Linked DNA regions of Arachis hypogaea: region 2 is linked to region 1. The links are chromatin contacts, called in public Hi-C maps. All regions are on one chromosome and are shown on one strand. Each heading gives the region's core, a stretch centred on a gene start, on an enhancer-like site or on the middle of the called end of the contact. The rest is flanking DNA. Distances are from core to core; before and after follow the strand shown. Region 1 holds the start of LOC112695208 (transcription factor MYB1R1). Region 2 holds the start of LOC112695232 (pentatricopeptide repeat-containing protein At1g74850, chloroplastic).

What was found. A called contact is a pair of places that touch in the nucleus more often than the background predicts.
Region 2: a Hi-C map of leaf shows a contact between it and region 1, with 2.1 times the contacts expected there. The contact joins the promoter of LOC112695232 here to the promoter of LOC112695208 in region 1. A contact is called at or near these places in 2 of 8 Hi-C or Micro-C datasets (leaf and an unstated tissue).

The regions. Positions count from the first base shown.
Region 1 is chr1:77,917,388-77,920,654 of arahy.Tifrunner.gnm2.J5K5, forward strand. It overlaps LOC112695208 (transcription factor MYB1R1), which reads right to left and starts at 1,723. Exons shown (of 3, transcript XM_025747465.2): 1 at 1,250-1,723; 2 at 855-1,063; 3 at 1-484. The coding sequence starts at 1,520. The coding sequence ends at 47.
Region 2 is chr1:78,080,757-78,084,023 of arahy.Tifrunner.gnm2.J5K5, forward strand. LOC112695232 (pentatricopeptide repeat-containing protein At1g74850, chloroplastic) reads right to left here and starts at 1,488. Exons shown (of 4, transcript XM_025747491.2): 1 at 1-1,488. The coding sequence starts at 1,226.

The DNA.
Region 1 (3,267 bases), core at 473-2,972:
GCTCTAGACATGGACTTTATAATAACCATGAGAGACATCATGTCTATCAAGCAACACTTATGACGCTATCTCCGTTATTTAAACTCGGAATTGAATGGAAAGCCGAATGTCTTGATGGAGTCTGTCTTTGATCAGATGTGAAGGATAGTCCCAGGGACAGTGTTGGCAAGTCGAGGGGCGAATTAGAGCCGGAGGCAACATCAGACACGGTGCAGGTTTTAGGATTTGAAGCAACAGGAATCGGATGGAGTAGCTTGGTTTGCGCATTAAGCTCCATGTTTGCCTGTCCTAGAGTTAGTTCATCCATTGGATTCCCAGCTTCGACTGATGAAATCACACCTGGACCAACCCCCAACGGATACACGGGCACCATTGGAAATCCATTGGTGTTGCTATTCTCAGGGGCTGCAGGGCACAGAGGCTGTGAATGAGGCACAATGTCTCCGTTCTGGATCTGTTCTTCCTCCATTGGGATCGAAGAGACCTAAAACAAAAATTAATAAGATCATGAATAATATGTTTCTCCACACCCCATTAGTAAGTCAACTCTTTCAATCTCAGCCTGGGGAACCCACAAGAACCTAAACCACCCCTATTTCCCCTTTAGATTAGACATCTCCCTAGTTCCCTTCAATTAACAAAAGAATTCCATAATGAAATAAACAAGACCCCCGACCCCACCAAGAACAAAAAATAATAATGGTTTTAGCTAACATGTGCTCTTACTGAACAAAAACCACATGTTATTAATACAAACAAAGAAATACCTCAGAATTAAATGTCACTCAATACTGTATTGATGACTAACCAAAACATGAATCCAGAACAAAATAAAAGAGAGGAGATTATTTTACCGAATCGGTGGTGATGTCAAAGAGGCTGGATCTGCGCCGACGGCGGTTGAGATTGCTCCGGCGGAGGAAGTACTTCTGAGCATGGCTGGCGACCTGCGTGGGCGTCCGAGTCTTGACGTAGTTCCTAGAGATCCCTCTCCAATCACCTTTCCCTACCTTCTGCAATCCCACCAGGAATAGCTTGTGCTCTTCCTCCGTCCAGGGAACACCTGAAGTTTCCGATCGCAATTTCAGTTTCACTCTCATCACCAGAATAATCAATAACCATAGGTATCAATTTTACAATTCATTCAACAACACTAATTGATTATCAATTTATCATGTGAATCAACTTTTTACAGAGATCAGTGATCGATCGGAGAAATTTATATATGCGTGGTATTGAAATTTCGAACCTCGCTTGCGCTCGCGCTCGCGGTTCTTGCCGGAGTTGAGAGGAGCGGCGTCGTCGGCGGACGCGTAACCGGTGGCGGAGAAGGCAGCGTCTTTGTTGTTGTTGGAGTCATCTTGAGGATGCACGTACTGCGACAGATTGTTCATACTGACGCTTTTCCTCATGGAGTCCACCACCACCCTAACGCCGAACAGCATAATCTCGCCGGCGGCGGGGGAGTCACCGTCGCCGGAGATGGAGGAGTCTGCGGCGGCGGCGAAGGTGCTACACATCTTCTTCGATCGAGCTAATTGAGTTGGACTCGAGGCGGAATCGGAGCTTCCGTACTTGACGAGTCAGTGACTCGGTGGAGAGAGAGAGAGAGAGAGAGAAGAGAAGAGAATCTGGGAGATAGTGGTGCGTGCTGTGTTTAATATAAGAGAGGTTGAGAATGGAGATGAGGTGGCAACCATGTGGACTCAGAAATTTAGAAAATATTTTATAATAATTATCAGATCAAATAAAATTTTAGGATTATTCTCTATGAAAATTAATTATATATTATTAATTTTACAATCAAAATATATACCTATCATTCTTTTGTTATAATTAAAATTAAATCTTTTTTTTCTAAAACTAAAGATGAACACAGTAATAATCTATTTATTTTATATTACTAATTTTATAATTTAAATATGCCACATACCATTCTCAATTAAAATCAAATATTTCTCTCTAAACTTAAAAATAAAAACTGTAATAATCTATTATATATTACTAATTTTACCATCAAAATATGTCACATGTTATTTTTTATTACAATTAAAATCAAATATCTATTCTATCTATTCTATTATATAAAAATCAGATTTTTTCACTTAATGATAAAGTTGGCGTGACATGTTTTGAAGAGTGTTTCCTGATTTATTTCTTTTAACTCATTAAATACAATTCATTACGATAGACTAATTATATCAACTAATTGATTTGATTAAATATTTAAGTATCACACAATTTAATATTATGTATATTAATTAATTGAATATAATTATTAGAGTATAATTATGATCAATTAGCATTATTCAACATATCTGAATATTTATTATAAGACGTCTTTATTATTTCAATTCTTTTATCACATATAAATACCATTCTATATTGTATCATTTTACACAACTTGAATACTTACAAACCTTTTTCTTATTGCTCTATCTTCCCTGCCATGGTATCCTCCTTGAGTAGAATAAGTTGATTTTCTTTGAGTGAAATCAACGTAATTTTCATACTTTTTTTCTGCGCCATTTTTTTCTTTCTCTTTTTTCATTGCTTTGATGCTTTTTTAACATTACTAATTAACTCATCCACTACTTATTCTCTTGGAGAAACCATATGTTTTTCGTCACCTCCCGATAGTTTGTTATCTTTTTGCACTTTGTCACTTTTCAGCAGTCTTTCAGTAGTTCGCCATCTTTTCAGCAGTTGGCCACTCTTGCGGCAGTTCCGTTTGCGTTCTCTTACAACAGTTCCGTCTGCGTTCCCTTCTAGCAGTTTTGTCTGCGTTTTCTTTTGGCAGTTCCGTCTGCGTTTCTTTGTGGTAATTCTGTCTGTGCTTTCTTCCGGTAGTTTCGTCTGTATTTCATTCTGACAATTTTGTCTGCGCTTTTTTCAAGCAGTTCCATCTGCATCCGTTTTTATCAATATATGCATTCTTTTTTATTTAGTTGTTTCAAATAAGTTTGAGGGGGATATCAGAGTATAATTAGGATTAATTAGCATTATTTAACATATCTGAATATTTATTATAGGATATTACGTCTTTATTATTTCGATTCTCTTAACACCTATAAATACCCTTCTATATTATATCATTCTACACAACTTGAATACACACAAATCTTTTCTCTACTGCTCTCTCTTACCCTTTCTAATAATAATAAATACAATTTAATTTAGTTAAAAGTTCATTGTTTTATAGTCTTCTATATATTTATCATTTTAGATATTTTAACTCTTTTTTTCTTTTTACGTGTAATTTTCTTT
Region 2 (3,267 bases), core at 238-2,737, 160 kb after region 1:
ATCGACCCCTTCTCAGCATACGCATCCAAAAGCACATTATAAGACGTTACATCAGGCAAATTACCACCTTCCTCCATCTCCCTAAGAAGCTCCGAAACCTTCTCAAGTTTATTCAATCTCCCAAAAGTATCAACAAGGTAACTATAAGTAGTGATATCAGGAACAACCCCACCTTCATTCATAGTCCTAAACACCATCTCAGCCTCATCGCCCAAACCCCTACGAGAACAAGCATGAAGCATAGTATTATACGTAACTACATCAGGCTGAACCCCTTCATGCCTCATCTCAGCAAATAACCCTAACAAACCCTCCCAATCCAACCCACCCCTCGCGCAAGCATTGATTACAGTGTTGTAAGTCAAGATACTCGGTGAAACCCTCTCTCTCTTCATCAAATCGAGCAATTCGAGGGAGGTCTGGTACTGTCCGTGGCGGCCATAGGCGTTGATTATGGCGGTGTAGGCAAAGACAGAGCGAGGAACGCCTTGTTCAGGCATTTCATCGAACACCTCGCGGCACTTGTCTAGGAGTCCTTCTCTGCCGAGCAAGGTGATGACGATTGTGTAGATGTGCTCGTTTGGCTTGCACCATATCTGGCGCTGCATGTGCTTGAAGAGTCGCAGGGTTCGTTGCCAATCGCCACGCGTGGCGAACTCCTTGAACACGAGAGCGAAGTCGTTGAGGGAGAGCTTGCTCTTGAAGGCGTCGAGGCACCGCGCGATGCTGCCACGTGGCGGAAGGCTGCTGAGCTTATTTATTAGGGTTTCGACGTCGTAGCTGTACTTGCCTTTCTCCACCGTCACCGACGGGTTCCCGAGGACGACCTCGCGGGAGCGAGCAACGGTAGTGAACTGGATGCGCCGACCGTTGTGACGACGGGGGAGGTAGAGGTGGCGGAATTGGTGGTGGTGGTGGAGGTGGAGATGGTTGGTGTTAGGATTTAGGATGAGGGTGGCGGAGAAGGGTGAGATGTTGGGGACGGTTATGTAGGGCAGTATGGTCATTTTCTCTGTGAAGCGAGCTCGGTGTTCAGAGATTGAGAAGGTACCGCAGTAGCATGTTGTTGTGGATAATGATTTTGATACTGATACGGTGCGTTTTGGCTGGAGGAGGAAGACGAAGATGGAGGAAGACGAAGCTCTCTTAGATCTGTGAATGAGTTGAGAGAAGGCCACGTGGTGTTTCCCATTGTAGATAAACCATAAAAATGAGAAATATGTCATCGGGTTACTTGACCCGACCCATGATAAGATACATTTCTGACAATGTGCTGGCGATAAACGCCAAAAAGGATACCTACCACTACCAGCGAAGGGTAAATACTGAAATACGTGAAACTGAAACTGGACCCGTTTTGGTCCGGGTTCGGTCCCCCGGAGCAGTTCGCGGTAACGGATTTTTAAACTAAAGGTTCTAGCGGGAGAAAGAGCTAAGAAGCAACCGCGTCCGTTTTTCGTTATAGATTATACAGTTTACAGTTCTAGTACCTGATTACAATTCTTCCGTTATTTTTAAATCCAATTATAAGGTCATTGATTTTAACTTTTTAAGTGATAATATATTTACAATCGGATAGTCACCAAAAAAAAAATATTTACAATCGGATATACTCTATTATTTTTAAGAAAGGGCCTGCTACACATACAAATAAAAAGGCTCTACAAATTTTACAAGTTTTCAGCCCAGACTTCATTCACACGCGCAGTCACTCACTTTGAATGGAGTGTAAAATACACGCGTGTCACTCAACGGTTGCGCTTCGCAAAAAACGCTCCTTAATGGCGCACTCTTTCACTTCTCCAAACCTTTCGAAGAAAACACAAACTGTCCATTTTCGAGCAACATTGCAAACTGTAGAGATAGAACTCGTCGTGAATATTAGAACTCTTCATCAACACAAGATAGAACTCTCCATCAACAATCTCCAGAAAAAACGAAGATATATTACTTAAGGTACATTACTATTTTACTCATCTTGTATATTTTCCACATTTCAAAATCGAAGAACTAGGTTTTACTGTTCTTCTACGTTCTTCTAAGTTTTAATGTTCTTTTTGTTCTAGGTCTCATTTTATAGTTTTTAATATTCTACTTGTTTTAGGTTTTACTGTTATTCTTGGTTCTAGGTTTTACTATTCTTCTTAGTTGTTCTACGTGTTACTGTTCTTGTTGTTCTAGTTCTTCTCGTAACTAATTTTTAGGAGTATATTGCGTAATTTGGTGGGTGTATATGGAGTAAGTTGTTGGGTGTATATGGCATAATTTGTTGGGTGTATATTTCTGAACTGATATACTGTAATATGGTCAACAGTTGCAACTGTTCTAATATTTGCTTGTCCATGGGTGTATATTGCTTGACCTTGTATATTTATGCATATTTGAGTGATATCTGACTGATATCTATGGGTGTATCTGATTGATATCTATGGGTGTATCTTACTGATATCTATGGGTGTATTTTTCATTTCAGAAAAAATGGCAGGCAGAAACCAGGCTGAAAAAAATGTAAGAACAAATATATGTCTTAGATGAAATCAGTTTTATATAATAGAAATATATCTGACTATAATTTTGCTTTGTTTATAGCAAACCAAAGACTTTAAGTGTGCAACCCATTTGTTAAGTGAGAAATTCAGAAACATGAGCGAGGAGAAGAAAACAATTGTTAGGGATTTGGGATTTGGTGGCCTGATGCACATTCCGCCACTAAGGGTGCATCACCAAATATTAAGGGAGTTGGCTAACTCCTTTAAATTAGGGGATAACAGACTACAAACTGGCTACGGTTCGTTTAAAGTAACACCAAAAAACAATAGGGGCTACGCTTGGCATCAACGCGTCAGGTAACTCGCTAAAAAATATAAGTGTATATGAGTCATATTCAGGTGTATTTTAATTCATGCTTGAGTGTATTTGAACTCATTTTCATAATATGTTGTTTTTCTTTTTGTATGAGATATATTTCCTCAGAAAGTCAATTATAAGGATCTTTCTGAAGATGACAAACAAATTTTTAGAAGATTCTAGGGTAAGACCCTCAAAAATCTGACAGATGAGATGATGGCTATTGGCGTTGATAATGAACAGGATCGCCTCATGTTCAAGAGGATTTTCATCCTCTATATACAGATGGCGTTCCTGTTACCAACGACAATAAACAAAATCTCACATGTGCACCTGGCCCCAATTTTCAAGATGGACACAATAACAGAGCGGAACTGGGGAGCACATGTTTTGAATTTTATCATTAAGGGCATAACAGAT